4 separate regions of the Mus musculus genome follow, and all the other regions are linked to region 2. A link is a contact called in public Hi-C and promoter capture Hi-C data. All regions are on one chromosome and are shown on one strand. Each heading gives the region's core, a stretch centred on a gene start, on an enhancer-like site or on the middle of the called end of the contact. The rest is flanking DNA. Distances are from core to core; before and after follow the strand shown.

The links. Promoter capture Hi-C pulls out the DNA fragments that hold promoters and counts their contacts. Hi-C and Micro-C count contacts between places; a contact is called where the count stands out from the background.
Region 1: a contact with region 2 is called in a Hi-C map of uterus, with 10 times the contacts expected there. The contact joins the promoter of Bbs10 here to the promoter of Atxn7l3b in region 2. A contact is called at or near these places in 1 of 484 Hi-C or Micro-C datasets (uterus) and 1 of 115 datasets of contacts at active chromatin or transcription factors (astrocytes).
Region 3: a contact with region 2 is called in a promoter capture Hi-C map of liver, with 2.5 times the contacts expected there. The contact joins the promoter of Nap1l1 here to the promoter of Atxn7l3b in region 2. A contact is called at or near these places in 2 of 39 promoter capture datasets (liver and pre-B cells), 1 of 484 Hi-C or Micro-C datasets (CD4 T cells), 1 of 115 datasets of contacts at active chromatin or transcription factors (astrocytes) and 1 of 9 other capture datasets (liver).
Region 4: a promoter capture Hi-C map of pre-B cells shows a contact between it and region 2, with 2.7 times the contacts expected there. The contact joins the promoter of Phlda1 here to the promoter of Atxn7l3b in region 2. A contact is called at or near these places in 2 of 39 promoter capture datasets (liver and pre-B cells), 1 of 115 datasets of contacts at active chromatin or transcription factors (microglia) and 1 of 9 other capture datasets (liver).

Annotation. Positions count from the first base shown.
Region 1 is chr10:111,297,378-111,301,381 of GRCm38.p6, reverse strand. Bbs10 (Bardet-Biedl syndrome 10 (human)) reads right to left here and starts at 2,703. Exons shown (of 2, transcript NM_027914.1): 1 at 2,475-2,703; 2 at 1-2,169. The coding sequence starts at 2,659. The coding sequence ends at 213.
Region 2 is chr10:112,926,859-112,931,015 of GRCm38.p6, reverse strand. Atxn7l3b (ataxin 7-like 3B) reads left to right here and starts at 1,990. Exons shown (of 1, transcript NM_001033474.2): 1 at 1,990-4,157. The coding sequence starts at 2,294. The coding sequence ends at 2,587.
Region 3 is chr10:111,470,845-111,475,145 of GRCm38.p6, reverse strand. It overlaps Nap1l1 (nucleosome assembly protein 1-like 1), which reads right to left and starts at 1,919. Exons shown (of 16, transcript NM_015781.5): 1 at 1,795-1,919.
Region 4 is chr10:111,504,767-111,508,997 of GRCm38.p6, reverse strand. Phlda1 (pleckstrin homology like domain, family A, member 1) reads right to left here and starts at 2,712. Exons shown (of 2, transcript NM_009344.3): 1 at 1,350-2,712; 2 at 349-938. The coding sequence starts at 2,593. The coding sequence ends at 1,376.

The sequences.
Region 1 (4,004 bases), core at 1,454-3,953, 1.6 Mb after region 2:
TTAGCTTGAGCTGAATACATTTTTTTCCTAACGTTTAGTGTTTGTCTGCGAACATGTGTGTACAACAAAGGACATGTCTCAGGACTTCACCCTCTCCTTCCACCCTGGGTGATGACCGCAGGCAGTCAGTCAGGTTTGCCATTAAATGCCTTTGCCCACTGAGCCATTTCTCTGGCCCCAGACTGAAAGTTCGAGCAACAGAAAACTGAGTGTTAAAATTCGTCTTCTGATTCTTGGTCAGCAGTTTTCTGAGGTTGCCTCTTGATGTTGATTATTAAATCAATGGTTAATATTTTCATCAAACACTGAAGAACTGAAGTTAGTAATTGGTACTTACCAGCTACTGACTCGAACCCTGATTGACCACTTACCATGGGTTGACTGGCTTGCAGTGCATGGAGAGACCGCATGTATATGTGTGGGAAACTGTCCTTTCCCTTCTTAGGCTTATAAAGGATTTTAGGGATGCCTAGAAGAGCATCAGCTATTAACATACTGATGACAGTTTCATCTGATTGTCGGCATTGTTTGGCATAGCTGAGAAGGTAGTAACTCATCAAAATCTCAAAACTTCCACCCACTGGCAGCACACAGCCTGCTGGCACAGTGGATGAACAATAACCCTGACAAGTACAGGTATCTAGTGACTTGCGCATCACTGGCAGCGTGTAACCCTTTCCGGCATTATCTGAGACCTGTAAGTGTTCGAAAGAAATTTCTGTTCCAGTGTCTTCTGCTGTAGGATTTCCAGTGGAATGATTCTCAATTGACAGGTCACAGTTATCAATTATCCCGCTTCTTTCTGGAGGCAAGCACTTCAGCATTTCATCTGTTTGGGATGGAGCTATTGGTGTCTTCTTGTGTGCTGACCACGGCTTACCTGCTCTCAATTCTGTATCTGAAGCCCCCAAACCTGAATATACTTCTAAATGTGTTTGAGTTTCCAATTTATTTTTGCTCTTTGCTACTATGTCCTGATACTTATCAGTTTCTGGTGAGTGATTACGCTCTCTGCTATTGTCATAAGCAAGAGGACTTGGGTTACATTGCTGTTTGGTTTGTATGATGTAATTTAGATCAAGGTCAGTAAATAGCTGCCGAAGCATCTTAAATGCTCCGTGAAAAGCTCTCTCATGCTGTTCAACAAGACCCAGAACCGGTCCACAGAGGACCATAGAGTGAGGTATAAATGCACATGTGCTAATCAAGCCGAGATGAACATACCTCTTGGATCTAAGGATGAGGGGCTTGCAAAACTTCACCAAAGTACTATCAGAAATTTCACACTGTGAAGCAACCTCTGGTAGGACACAAGGAGAAAGACCAGTGATCCTCTGGACAAGGGAAACTTCTTCGGCTGATAAACACTCCACCACTGATATGCTATTAAGTCTTGCACAGTAAATAACCAGGTCTGGTTGCTTCACACTGGTCAGGAGCAGTTTTACATTCTGACCACGCAAGTGGTTCATTACTGTTTTTGTCCTGTCCGTGATCCAGCACTGAGATGCCTGAAACTGTGTTTCTGAATTGAGAACAAACTCCGAGCCAGCCGATGAAAACTGAGGCTGGAGGATTTCTGTTACTATCACCATCCTAATGTCACCATCTGCTGGGCAGTACATAGAAAAGTCCCTGGGAAGCACAAGGCCATCTATGATTCTAGAATCTGAAACAGGAAGGCCTGTCACGCCAACATTCAACTCTGCAAAACAGTGATCCAACAACTCAAATACTTCAACCCCACTTTCACAAGCCATACACTTGAAAACGTAGTCACACATCAACTGTGAAATGAATCTGTGATTGTTTCTTCCCACTCTTCCACAAAAGTATGCTTCCAGGAGCAACTCTAGCGAGTGCCTGCACAGTTTTCTTCCTTCAGTGGATGAAGAAAAGACAGACAGGTAGTGCCTGCTTAAACTCCGGTCTACAATACAACCTAGGGTTTGTGTCTGAAACGTTTGCAGAGCCTGGGAAATAGATTTCCACTGACAACAGTTTTTCCAATGCCTTTCATGGCTCTGAATATTTTCAGAAGTGAATGAATCTTTTCCTTTTTCTCCGATTGCATGAAGTCCTCTGAGTAAATGGCAAAGAAAAATAATAAATGTCTTAGCACCATCTCCTGTCTTTTTAAGGTGACTGGAAACACACGCCACTATCATCCTGTATAGGAAGGGAAAAAAATAACTCAGATTTTCTGGGTTAAATCCACATTTTCATAGCTATAAGGCACACAGATTGTCCTTTTGACATATAGGCTTTGCTTTACTTTTCCTTTAACTACTTCATTCAGGGATGGGGAAAGAGTAAGAAGTGTTCTGTGCACGTGATGAGGTTTGGGGCTCGGGACTAGTAGTTTGGGCAGCTCTCTGATGTCTACACTGGTTTTATCCAGGTCCACGGCCTCAGGATGGGATGGGAGATTGAGGGAGATGCGCGCCTAGTGGAGGGCAGGAGAAGTGAGGTACCTGGCTAAGGGATGCTCTAAGTGCAGCGCCTCCAGGAGGCAGCCTCCATCCCTGCTAAGCAGCACCTCGCCGGTGGGCTTCGTACACAACACTTGGCCGCCCTCGGGCCCCACGCAGCGGTTCGCGATGCTCTCCAGCACCTCGGCCACCCGCAAAGCCGCCGTCACCGACCCCTGGGACGCCATGGGTAAGGAACCACGGGTAACGCTTCCGTTAGGTCAGGCCCGCAGAAGGGCGGAAACGGAAGAGGCGGGGAAAACGGCGGAAGAGCAGTAGCTTTGGCATCGATTGGCGGAAGAGCTCTATGCCCCTCGGTGGGGTGGAGCCCCGCCAGCGGTGGGCGGAGACTCGAGTGGTCCTGGGACGTCCTTACTTTCCTGGTTCACGTCCCGCGGGCCTCCCTGGCCACTGCAACCGCTAGGTCTCTGCAGGGAAGGGCTCGGGCTCGGGGGCGTGATTACCGCCCCATCTCGAGCTTACTTCTCTAGTGCCCCTGCCGTGTAGTTTGCTCTCCTTGCCTTCAAGCAAACGGTTTTAGAATGCAGGGCAGGCGGAGAGAGCTTGGGCATAGCCATTTCTAGGCTCGTGGCTTCCGCTGGGGTGTGCTACCTTGTGTGTGTTCAGGTATGGACGAAACCCCACCTAGTTAAACCACTTGAGCAGAAGTAGATGTTTGCCTTTTATTCACATCGATGATCAATTGTATTTGTCATTTGTACTGTATACCATCCCAAAGCAGAAATGTTTCACCCAGTAAAACACAAAGGCTTTAGGGAGCGCACGAGCGCTGGATTCATAGCTAAAGGGCTTCTTTCAGCCAGAGACCATCTGTCTCTGCTTTCCTCATTTAAAACAAACAAGTTGGTAAAACAAAACAAAACAAACAAAACCAAAAAAACCTTTAAAGTTCCGAGGTGGATAAGTTAGTTTTTGTACTGTTTCTAACTCGAAGTACAGCCAAGTATTTGTCATTTACTCACAAAATTCTCATGGTGGATCATTACCCAGGCTGTCATACCCACAAGAAATGAATGCAGAACAAAGCTGTCAATGTTAGCAGGAAAGTGATCTTGTAGATAGATATTCAATGACGTTTAACACTGACAGCAGTGTCCTTACCCCACACGGGCAAGAGGATTCTGAGGGACAAGTTAGAATGAGGTGAAAGGAAGACAAAATCATGAGTAAAGCCTTCCTGAGGTTTCCTCAATAACTCAGTAGTAAACGACCGGGAGGAGAACAGCATTTCAGTGTCTAATGATACTGCTTCAGTGTTTTTTCTTGGTTGCATTCATCACTGGACATTATCTTTAGACTGAAATAGTGGGATATTTCAAACATTTAAACAGTACAATCAAGTGCACTGTGTAGTCGTGATTCAGGAGGCTTTTACCTGAGAAAGACAGACCGCCTTTATTCTTACTGTGTAGTTTTTGGGGTCATTTAGATATGCTGAGCCTCATCTTTAATGTATAAAATATGTATAAACTCCACTTATTTTAAAAGAATATAAAGTATCAAGTAAAACAT
Region 2 (4,157 bases), core at 741-3,240:
GTTTAGTCAGAGTAAATAGAATTATCATTATTTGAATTTCTATGAACATAAAAGCACATATACTTTGAAATAATTTTTATTGAACTGTACTAAATGTATTAGATAAATACAAGACAGTTTCCAACTCCCACAGTATAAGATTAAGAAAAACAATCTCCTATTTGTTTTGTCAAATTAAGGGAACAAAGATTTTTCAATGACCTGGCATGAACAAATTATACATCGATAATGACAAAGGACAGTTGTCTGTTAATAAGAACTTTTGTTTGGCAATAAATGTGTTAGCACCAGCAAATGTCAAAGCATGCTAGACATGAAGCTAGACAGTCAGACCCAAACCAAGACCTGCAGAAAAAAGTCTAAACTTCACAAATGTCTCTGAATTTGTACTAGACCTGGAAAGTAGAGTTTTACACTTAGTTTGAAGAGGAAAGAGTTTAAAGCAAAGATGCTTGAAGTCCTAACTATATTTTCTTTATCTAACTAGGCAGTCTGTACCACTGTATACATCATGCAAGCACCATGTGAAAATTCTTATACGTATTGCTATGTGTCTCACTACAAAACTATGTGATGACACCTATTCCTGAAATGTCAAGAAAACAGATCCCAATACAAGATTCGCATAGGCATCTACTGTAGGAGGCAGTCTGATTCAGTAACATGTACTCTTAAACATTACATGGTTTATTGTATGTCCAGATCCCACAATGTGTCAATACGTTAATTTTTTGAATCTAGAACATCTAGATTATACAAAAGTCCAATTTTTTTAAAGTTCTGTCTTTTTTTAAATTAAAAAAAAAGAACTCTGGGCAGAAAAAAATTAAGTAGCATAAGCTAAATGATTTGTATCTGCCAATTTGTGAGATCTAAATTAATTAAATAGACAACTAGAAAATACAGTTGTTTACAAATAGTTTGCACTCTAAATCAATCAGTGTAAGGTAATTCTGTACTGAGGAAAATATGATCATCTTATGCTTTTCTCTAATCTGGAAATCTTGCATAAGAAAGCTATAAAGGAGGATTTGAGTTTTTCCTTAGCCACAGTTCTTTCTGATAAATTGCAAAAGTAGAGCAGTTGCAGAGGAGGATCAAATAATGAACAAGAAAGAAAAAAGTAAAGAAAGAATACAGTGATTTCCTTATGTTTGAATTCACAACTAATCTTTTTAGGAATAGCTAGCTAGCATCTTCTGATCCATTGTGGTTAGTAGTGTGTTTTATCAGTGACAGAATAAGGACTTGCTTGAGTCAAATGAGAAAAGTTGTTAGGAGCTGGCTGCAGAGGATTTGGTGGGACGGTTCCAGTTCTCACAGTGAAAGCAGTGTAACTTTAGGAAAGTCTTCCCCCTCCTCTTTGCCTCCCCCAAACTAAGCGCACATCATTTTTATCTTGTAGCACATTTGGAGACGTATATAATCATTTCTTTACAGTCACGCTGACTTAATGGTCTTATAAGTGAGATAAATGCCTTAGGTTTATTTGATCAATATATTTGAATTATGCCTTTAGTGTCAGGATTCTAGTTGTTTTCATTCAAAGAAAGCCTCAAAGATAAACTATAGGGCAATTTGTTTCCTTGCATCATCTAGTGGATTTAAATGACAACTGCGGCAGTACTGTAAATTACTGCAAGCCAATCCTGTACGTCAAATTTTCAGTCGTATGTGGATAAACATGCCTGAAATCATTATTCGATTGATTACACAACTGGACAAGTAATTATTATTCCTCCTTTTACGTAAGAAATCATTGAAACACAGGTGAACGCATTAGTGAACGTTTAAAGCCCTAAACAAAATACCATAGCATCGTCGATAACATTTTATGAACCGGGAGAGAGAAAAAGACACAGGCAGGAATGCCAGTTGTCGCCACTGGCTCGCACAGACCAACAGTGCTCCCAGGCCAGCGAACTGCGCCAGAGCCCGAGCCCAAGCCCAGCCTCCGCGCGGAGCCAGTGCGCAGGCGCAGCACCGGGCGGAAGTGGGGGGGCGGGCCCAGACTGTCAGCGAGAGGAAGAGGCCCGAACGGCTGGGTGAGGCGCCGAGACGGTTTTCGCGGCGAGCCGGGCTCGGGTGCAGCTCAGAATCCCGAACTTGGGTGATCGTCGCAGCCGAGCGAGCGTTGGGGCTCCGGAGCGGCGGTTGCTGTCGCCGCGGACGCCGCCGTCGTCGCCGTTGCCGTCCCGGAGGACGAGGCCCGGAGAGGCCTTGCAGGCCTAGCGGAGCCCGAGTGTGCCGTGAGTAAAGCCAGCGCCCTCCGCACGGTCGCTTGCCGGTTAAGATGGAGGAGATTTCGTTGGCCAACCTGGATACTAACAAGCTGGAGGCCATCGCCCAGGAGATCTATGTAGACCTGATAGAGGATTCCTGCCTGGGCTTCTGCTTTGAGGTGCACCGGGCGGTCAAGTGTGGCTACTTCTACCTGGAGTTTGCAGACACTGGGAGCGTGAAGGATTTCGGCATCCAGCCAGTGGAGGACAAAGGCGCGTGCCGCCTCCCGCTCTGCTCCCTTCCTGGGGATCCCGGGGACGGGCCCCAGACGGAGCTGCAGCGTTCACCTCCGGAATTCCAGTAGTCACCACCTGAGAGAGGGCGACACAGTGACCAGGACAATAATAGAGACTGGTCCCCGTGGCTTTGGAGGAATAAGCTAAGTTGGAGAGAAAAAAAATTAAATCAACAAATAAAGGAAAAGCAAACAAAAGTCCCATTTACCCCCCTTCAAGATCTTAGCATTAAAATACAAAAAAAAAAAAAACCGAGAAGGCGTAAAACGAACAAAACACCCAAAGAGGAGAATTTAGGAATCCCGGTCCATTTGAAAGGGTCTCCCATGCCAGCTCTGAAATCCTGGGCAGAAGAAGGTCCAGAGGCGTCGTGCTGTATTTTGAGCTGTATAAAATACATGTGGATGTGCAAGGACCCTGAACTGTCCTCGGTACACAGGTGAGCAGCTGTGTACCCAGCCTATACAATTCTATTTGTTTCTCAGATTCTGCATCTGCCTGATGTCATGGGCCTCCTTCGAAGTTTTAGATGGTGTTGATGGTCAGGCCCTGATCAGTCAGCTTCGGTGGACTGCTCCTCTGATTTCTAAGCCTCCAATTGGGCCTCTTTGATACAAATAGAAGTCAGGTATGTGACTTAAATACTAAAAATATTAATATTCCCGTTTGAATTCGATGGGAAGCCCTTGTGCCCTTGTCTTCAAGAAGTTCCAAATCACCTGTTTTCCAAAGGTCCAGCATTTTGTGGGGACAAGGCCTTGCCTTTGGCTCATCAGAAGACCTGTCTTTCCATCCTACTGAGTGGCAAAGGTTTGGCAAAGGACAAGGTGGTTTTCAAACAGCTGAAGATTTTCTTTTGATGCTATGAGGATGAAGTGTACCTCCGCGACTGCACATCATGTCCAACTGGAAGACTCATGTCTTGAATTACATACTGCGGACATAAGTTTGGTGGGACGGTTTTTTCCTACTTTTGAGTTACTGGTGATGTAACCAGCCCATGGGTCTGACTTGATCATTATGACAGGTCGCTGCCCTCCAGTGGTACCACTGACCTACAGAAGGACATCATGGCAGAGCAGGAGGCTGTTTAAAAATTGAGCCAGGAGGGAACTTTTTTCCATCTGCCTTCAATAATGTGAATGAGTTTAATGCTAAGAGCCCTGAAACAGGCCTGGTTTACCTGGTATGGTTGCAGAATTCCTTCATCAACTGGGCAGTCAGACCTCTGCTGTGCTGATTGAGACTGTCTCCACCTTCTCTGCCCTCACAAACAGCAGTTCATCACTTGGTCCTCAGAACCTCCTTCCAGCAGGGGCTGTATATTTCTTGATGGAAAGTTGGAGGCAGGGTTAGAAGTAAAGGGGAAGTGAGTGGCATATCAAAACTGGTCTGTTTCAGTCCCTAAAATGGGGGGTTATGGAGGGTGGGAGTCCTGAGGTGAGCAGAAAAGAAAGGTGCTGCTTTATTTGAAATGTTTTCTTACCTCATTCTGTGCCCCAGTAAAGGGTCCAGCCTCATCTGTCTGGCTTGGCCATGTTCCTGTCACTGCTCCACTGCCTCTCTGGTGCAGCTCATGATTCCAGGTGCTGCTTGCCACACTAGGTTTTCTCTCGACCAATTTCAGCTCATCTTCCA
Region 3 (4,301 bases), core at 670-3,169, 1.5 Mb after region 2:
TGGCTCTGCCAAGAGTGTTGTTTTTAATCTCGTGAAAGGGCAAGTCAGGTGCCACAATCAGTATTAAATTGTCAATTATAGGGCCAAAGACCAAAAACAAAAGAACAGGTATTTTTGCAACAGATAAACCTGACAAAACTTTTCTTGATATGTTTTAACTTCTATTTAATAATCTAAATGCTGACATCAGAAGAACATCTATTAAGTCAAGATTTGATGACAGATGTCTAAGTCCCCACTACTGCTAGATTAAATCCCTCCAATCCAGACTTAAAGTAGTTGTACAGTTTAAATCTGGGATAGACACTTCAACCATAAACAAGTCTGAAGATAAGAATTCCAAGACCACTGAAACCTCCCATTTACTGGTAGTTTTAAAATTAAAGGTGCACGCCTTTAATCCCAGCACTTGGGAGGCAGAGGCAGGTGGGTTTCTGAGTTCCAGGCCAGTTTGGTGTACAGAATGAGTTCTAGGACAGCCAGGGCTACACAGAAAAACCCTGTCTGGAAACCACCACCCCCACCCCATCCCGCCCCCCCCAAAAAAATCAAAAAACAAAAAAATGTAAATTTTAGGCACTCCTCTAATCCAAAGTATTCTTTGGATATTAAGTTTGGGAAGGTGTTTTGATGGCGTCTATTTTCAAAAGTGGTAAACTTTATGTTGGCTCTCCTGAAATTAGAGGTGTTGGGAAAGTCTTTAAAACGTTTCTCATTTTGGAATTTAGAGACAGGAGACAGTCTGAAGTAGTTAGCCCTGGAAGATAGCCTGTATGCCTGGTGCATCCTTTTAGTCTGGGAAGCCCTGCCCTCTGGACAGGACCTGTCTCCGCCCTCCCTCCGATGCCACTCCTGAGATCTTTACAGAAATGTGGCGCACTGAGCTTGGTCAGTATATTATTAATGCCTTGTTCCACCCCATGGTCCTTCCACTTCATCCCTAGTGAGAATTCTGGGGGGAGGGAGGGGGTGCTGCCTGAAGGGAAGAACCACGCTGTTGGTCTATTAAACTCGAACCCCACTCCCCACCCCCAACAAGCCAGCCCTTCTTAGTTTTCGTCTCAGAACCATCTGGAGGTTTAAGGAGACTAGGATTAAGTCTCTCCACACAAATATACCCCGGCCACGTTACCCATCGAAGTTCTAACTGTACCTGTGAGACACAAAACAAGATCTTTTGTTAAAAAAAAAAAAAAAAAAAAATAGCTAGGCTGAACGCTTTGCACGTGTTAACCCCTTATAACCCTGGCGGTGGAGGCTGCTCGCCCCTCCATCCTCCCATCCGCTAGCACAGTTCCCTCCAGGAAGACCCAGGGAGCCGGTGAGACCGTGGCGGGACTGGTACTCGTGGCGACCCCTCCTCCTCCTCCAACTCCGACGGAGGTGTCGGGTGGGCCCCGGCAGGGGTCTCCGGCCGCCCGCGGCGCGGTCCCCACGTGCCCCGGCTCCTGCGCGCCGAGGCCGCGCGGCCTGCACAGCCCCTCCCTGCGGGCGGAACTCGCGCGGCCACCGTTCCTTCCATGTCCCCCATCCCCGCGGCCCGCCTCGCCGGGGTTGCCCTCGCGGTGGGCTCCACCGAGGCAGAGGCGGCCGGGCGACCCAGGGCGCCCCGCGGCGTGGCCTCCTCCTCCTCCTCCGCTCTCCCGCGGCCTCGCCGTCCCGCGCGCCCCGCAGCCGCCGGCGCTCCCCGGGGTCCCTCAGGCCGCATGGCCGCTCCGGAGCGCTCACCCCGCGGCCTCAGCCCGACACCTCGCAGGCCCCCGCCACCCGGCCCTCCCGGCCCCCAGCCGTTACCGTTCCAGGAGGCTCGGACGCGGAGCCGGGCGGCGGGAGCTGCGCAGGCAGTGACTCAGGGCGGCGGCAGCGGCGGCGGCGGGAGGAGCAGGAGGCGGCGCCGCGAGCAGATGGCGCTAAAAAAGACCCGAGAGCCCGCCGCTCGCGCTCATATACAATTAGCGTCAGCACGTAGGGCTGCTCCGACGCCCTCCCCCTGGCCTCGGCGTTGCGTAGCAACGGGAGCGGGAGGCGGGCCTGGGCCTTGTTGCCTGGTTACAGAGCCGTCCTTCTTCCCCGGCACCTTAGGCTTCCCGCCTGTGGCGGTCTTGTGCTCGCCATCTCTTCTCCCTTCTACGCTGCGATGGAAATCCCAATCCCACAGCGACGACCCATAGGTCCCGCTCCTGGTTCTCCTTGCCCGCCTGGGTTAGGGACACAGCCTAGTGGCAGGCTTGCAGTATCCTGGCTAGGATTCCCATCCGCATCCAGACCTAATCCCAGCACGCCTCTCCCCTCTCCCCACCCCCTTCTCCTCTGAAACCATTTTCCCACTCTAGCTGAGAACTAACAACTCTTTTCTTGTGACCACCGCGGCAGCGTCTTCGGCTGGTTTTGCTTCTAACTCGGGGCGCCTCTACGCCTTTTAGGGTGTTCCACATCACGTTTACCTGATACACAACCCTTCATCTCTGCTTTAGTTCATTTGATGGAAGTAAAGAGCGTATTTTTGCGTATTACTGCTTTATAATGAAAATAATCAGCATACCAATTTTTCATCTTCCTGAAAAAGTAAATCAACCCTTAAGCTCATGAAATCTTGCAGCTATTTTTCAGTTGACTACAAATCACCTGTTCTGTTAACTATGTTTGGTGCTTTGGGGTTTTGTTTTTTAGGTAGGGCCACAGTGAGGCCCTGCAGGTATCAGATTTTAAATCTTTCAGAGAGTGGCTATGTGCCACAATTTGAGATCGTCAAATCAAACAGCTGTGCTCCAAGTGTGGTCTTTATGGTGGGAGGTTAATCTGTCTATAATACTAAGGCACTGTCTACATTTTACATTCCCATCCTCCCACAAGCCTTCACTGGAGTCTTCCAGACACTACAAGTCGTGAGATAGGGCAACATTGGAAATACAAACAGACAGACAGGAGAATCTGGTTATCTGTTGTGAAATCAGGCATGGAAGAACTTGGCAAAAAGTAGTATGTGCATACAAAAGGCTATGTGCTAGTATTTTAGTGAAAGAATAACTACTCTTTGAGTCCTTTGGATGTAGCTCATTTGGTAAGAGTGCCTGCCTAAGATGCATGAAGGCCCCAGGTTCAAACCACAGCATCACATAGCCCACACATGGCTTCATTTCTGGAGTTGCACCCCTGCAGAGATAGAGGCACAGGGATAAGGAATTTAGGGTCATAGAGAGTTCCAGGTCAGCGCGGAATATTTAAGGCCCTGTAGCAGAAAAAAAAAAAAAATCACTGTTAATTTCCAACAAGATAACTATCAGTATCTGGAATGCACACAAAGGTCTCTGGGGGAAAGTGGAGTGTGGTGTCACACACCAGTTAAGCCAGAACTCTGGAGATAAAGACAGGAGGATTTTCAACTCTACTGCAGCCTGGCTACGTAGTGAGACCCTATCTTAAAGCTAAGCAAAGCTTTTGGACTTGTCAAAGGTTTTTTGGGGGCTTGCTTATTGGTTTGTTTGTTTTTAAAGGAAAGATCCTGGGACATCTATTAGTTTCCCTGAAACTTTAAAATGTCTGTAATTAGCATTAGTCAAGTTGTTCAAGGTCACATGGGAAATCTAGGATCGAATCCAGAACTGTTCAAATGATCACCTCCTTTTGCCAAGTCATGGAATTCACGTTTCGGAAAAAAAAATGTCAAGCCCAGGCCTCCATCATGAAATGAGTTGTGTGGCAGCCAATATCAATACAGCAGCACCTAGGAGAAAAACCTGGGTGTGTCTGTGAGGGCGTCTCTAACTTGTGCTCGTTGAAGTGGGAAGTTCCTCTTTTGGGTTGGTGACATCCATGCATGGGCTGTCTTGAACTGAATAGGAAAGAGAACGCAAGCGGAACACCAACATGAACTGCCTTTTAGCTCTTGATTAGATGCAATGTGGTGAGTGTCACCATGTTGTCCCCGATGGGAAAGACAGATTGCACCCTCCAACTCTGAGCCACGGCAAATCCTTCCTTCCTAACGTTCTCTCAATTAGGCATGCTTTCACCGCCATTTAAAAAAGGAAAGCAAGTTGGGACCGAGTATTTTGTCAATTGAATCCAAACTTACTCATAACTCACTCTTTTTTGGGTATCAAACCACCTCTGTTCTAAGCGTCACTCTCTATTTGTCATTTGCTTGCGGAGACAGGACCTCGCTATGGGACTCTAGCTGTCCTAGAACTTAACTCCCTATGTAGAGCAGAGATCAGTAGGCCTGTGCCTCCCCAGTGCTAGGATTAAAGGCATGAGCTGCCACACATGGTTTAAAATCAGCTCTTAGTAATGAAAACCAA
Region 4 (4,231 bases), core at 1,463-3,962, 1.4 Mb after region 2:
TAATACTCACAATCAAAATGAGATTTTGTGGTGCTAGGATTGAATCCCCGGGGCACCCGAGCCCAGCTCTCTGCTCCAGGTCTCTACATTTGGTTTCCTATGCAGCCACTACAACCCCCCCACCCCCCAGCAGACTCCACTCACCACACCCCCAAGCCAGGCCTCAGGCTTCCCGCTGGGGTAGCATTTAAATGTTTTCAAACCCAGTGTCATTCATACTGATTTCTTCCTAGAAAAAGCAGGATTGTAACCACCAGGTTTTCATAATTATACACTCTGACCCACTCAGCTTTAGAAAGAGACATCTGTACACACTACATAGCACGTCTATGAAAAAGAGACCTTTAGAAACTGAAAGTAATATCAGAATTTAATTTCAACGTCTTCAAATACAATGAAAGAGTCGACTTTATGAGAATGTCCTGGGAATACTGAACCCATTTTTTTTTCATGTTTGCCCCCCTCCACCACCCCTTTCCCTTTTTCTCTTCCAAGATCAGGGCTTACTAAGAAATCTGTTTCTGAAAATAAAGTTTCTTTTTTTTTTTTCTTTTTTTCTTTTTCTTTTTGGCGAGGAGGGGGAGGAGGTGGCCTACATTCAGAAATGTCTTAGATTAGGCATAAAAAAACTAATAAATAATCATAATCCAAAATAACATTAAAATAAAATTACAGTACATAAATTGTTCCTACAAAGGTCCATTACGTTAGGTGATCCTTCCAAAGGTCCATAAATAAAGTCATCTCGACGCAAAATCTGCTTCCTGCAACTGTGATGAACATTATGCAGAAAACTACGAGGGAACTGCAAGCGCGCGTTATCCGTCGGGTGAAGTCCAAACTACTTGATCAGGCGCGGGGTGGGGAGACTCTGTTGGTTTTGATCCAAGTGAACTGAATAGCAATGCACTCTTCCCACTTTCCGAAGTCCTCAAAACCTGGAAAGAAAGGACACGGAATGAAATGAGTGACTCAGGAGTCAAGACCCTGTTCCCTCCCGGCCAGTACAAAGGACCGAGTGCCCAGAAGGACACCAAGGTCTTTACGTTGGTGCGGAGGCACACAATAAAGCAGCCCAAAGGAGGATGGCACTGAACAAGAGTGATCACCACGGTGGTGGGTAGGTGGTCCCCGTGCCCTGCTCCCTGGCGGAATTCCTCCGGCTCTTCTCTCCCCGCCCTGCCTCTACAAGCTCCGGCTTGCCCATCTTCTTTCCACCTCTCCAGAAACTTGAAACGATTTTTTTTTTTAAACTTTGCTTCGGGAGCGAAATCGGTCAACAAGCTTCCTACTCTTCCCAACAGCCATGCTGGCACGTTTCTAGGTGTCCCAGGTTGCCAGGACCTTACCTTGAGTGGCCCGGGTGCCGCCCTCTTCAGGCAGAGTTGGAGGTGCTGCGGAGAAGCCGGTGACCCTGCGGCTGCGAGTGAAGAGGCTGGTGCGCGTGCTGGAGTTGGTACGGGTGAGGGTGAGGGTGAGGGTGCGGGTGCGGGTGCGGGTGTGGGTGCTGGTGCGGGTGAGAGTAAGGATGAGGATGCGGATGCGGGTAGGAGTGGAGCTGTTGGGGTTGGGGTTGGGGCTGAGGTTGGGGCTGAGGTTGGGGCTGGGGTTGGGGTTGAGGCTGGATCTGCGGCTGGGGCTGGGGTTGGATCTGCGGCTGGGGCTGGGGTTGGATCTGCTGCGTCTGCGGAGGCTGCTGCTGGACCAGGTGCTGCTGCTTCTGCCTGGTAGACTTGACCGCCAGTATGGCCTGGCGATTTTTGTACTGCACCATCTGCAACGTGATCTCGGCGTTCCAGCCCTGGTCCTGGGGGCACCGAAAGTCGATCTCTTTGCCCTCCGTCATCACCACAGTGAAGTACATGTACTTGCCCTTGCGCTCCACGCAGTCTACAGTCTTCATATTGGAAAAGTGCAATTCCTTCAGCTTGACTGGTGGCTCAAGGCTGGCGACGGTGGGGCCACTAGGTTGGGACGGTTCGGCCGTCCCCTGCCCGGGCTGTTGCTGCTGCTGCTGCTGTTGTAGCTGCTTGGGCGGTATGAGCAGTAGCCCTTCCTCGGTGAGGATGCAGCACTTTTTCTTCCAGAGCTGCAGCAGCCCGTCGCTTCGCTTTTCCAGCACTCCTTCCTTCAGCGCCTTGCAGCCGCTGTTCTCCAGCATCCTTCCGGCATAAGGGGTGCTGCTGCTCCGCTCGGCCTTCAGGCTTCCAGACGCTCCGGCTGGGGGTAGCAGTAGCAGCCCTGCGCCGTCCTCGCCCCAGCGGCTTCCGCGGCCGCCCGCCCGGAGCGCGCAGAGAAGGCTGACTCGCAGGAGACAGAGCGGTGGCGGCGGCGGCGGTGGCTCGGGGTCCCGGCAGAGGGACAGGCGCGTCCTGACTCGCCACAAGATCCCGGAGCCGTGAGCGGGCTGCTCTCTGCCGTCCTCCGGCGAGCGCTCACTGAAGGGCACTGGCCGGGGCCCCTCGCGGCGCTTTTCAATGGGCCACCCTCCCCACCCCCGAGTGACACCCAGCGGAAAAGGCGGCTCCTGGCGCCCGCGCCGCGGGGGAAAACCCAGCTCCGAGAGGCGCTCGGCAGCCGGCGTACGCCTCATTAACTTGGGGCCTTCCCAGAGCCCGCCGCGGACACGCCCCCCGCCGCCGGCTCCGCCCCAGCCCCGCCGCCGGCTCCGCCCCCGCCCCGCCCCACCGCCCACGGCCGCCCGCGCCGCCTGGAAGCAGGTTCTGGAAACTCCTGGAGGCTCCACGCGGTCGCTGAGGTCGCCGCGGCTGCCGGGCGGCGACTGCCGACGCCCAGAGGGCGCCGAAAAACCATCCCCCCACGGACCGGCCCTTCCTTAGCAGGTGGGCTCTCCGCTGCGGGGGTGGGTAGCAGATCCAGGCAGGCCTGGGGAGCCACCCCTGGGGTCAACGCGGAGCCGACTCCAGACAAGGGCATAAAACTTAGGGGACGAAGTTCCATAGCGGGCATTACCCCCCCCCCCCCCATAGCTATGTAAACATCTCAGGGAACAAAACCCAAGAGTGCTTCGAGCTTTTTTGTTGTTGGTGTTGTTCAGCCATTAAATAAATAGTTGTTCCTGGGGGCAATTAGCTAAGGCAAAACAATAAAGCTACCAGTTTGTAGTGACAGGGAAATAAGGGTGGACTCACTCCAGGTATACATTCTTGACTTCCTTTCCTGCCACAGAACACAGGCAAAATAGCCAGACTCACCAAGCGGTTTTTGTTTTTGTGAGTGTATGTTTTGCTTGTGTGTGTGTAGTACGTATTGTATGAGAACGCAGGTCAGAAATCAGCAGATCCCTAGAACAGGTTCTGGGAATTGAACCTCTGCGAGGAGTGCCATCTCTCTAGGCCCTCGGGTTTCCTTCTAGATCAGACCTTGCAGTCCACAGCAGTAGCAGGGTAGGCAGATGTCCAGCATTGGGAGGTCATACACACAAGCCTTGGCGAATGTCCTACAAACACCTGTGGGAATCTGACTCTGGAAAGTCCTAGTCTCCGTCTTGCCTTTAAACCTTTCCTGATAAGGTAGACTATAAAGCACAGATCTAGTCTCCAGTTTGGGAAAATAACCTCTAAGCCTCCTCTCACCATAAGGAGATAGGACAAAACAGGCTGTTGGTCAGACAAGGGCTGCTGCCACACCGCCAGGAAGAATCAGGAATCCAATCGAAGAGAATGTCGAGGATGAACTATTCAAAGTCTTTCGTGTGTCGTGCTATGAAACTCGAACTTAATCTGAGAGCTAACAGAAATGTCTTCTCGAAAACAGAGTTCTTGGACCTTCACCCAAGGTTCTGATCAAATGGACCAGTTCAAAAAAAACAATTCTGAGTCTTACATTTGGACTCATTTTACAGCCTTTCGTTTTTGTTCCCCATTCCCCCCCCCCCCCAAAAAAACAAATGTAAAGATTTCTAATGTGATCATGCATAAGCATTATCTTTGTGTATACCAAGAATAGACTTGTAATTCTGATTACTAACCACCTTAATTTCTTTCCCCCACCTCTGTAGAACAGGTCAGCACTCCAGAGTTCCTATACTACCAGCTGTCTTTTTTCAGCAGAACAGCATTCTCTTGTTATCTGGAAAGTGCATTTATAGTATCCAGAGTCCCTAAAGCCAGGTAGAGGTTTGTAGCCAACACAGAGAGGCATAGTTGAGAAAGGTATCCCATTTGGAAAAGCACTGAACTGTGAACTGTAGCCCAGTTTACCAGGCACT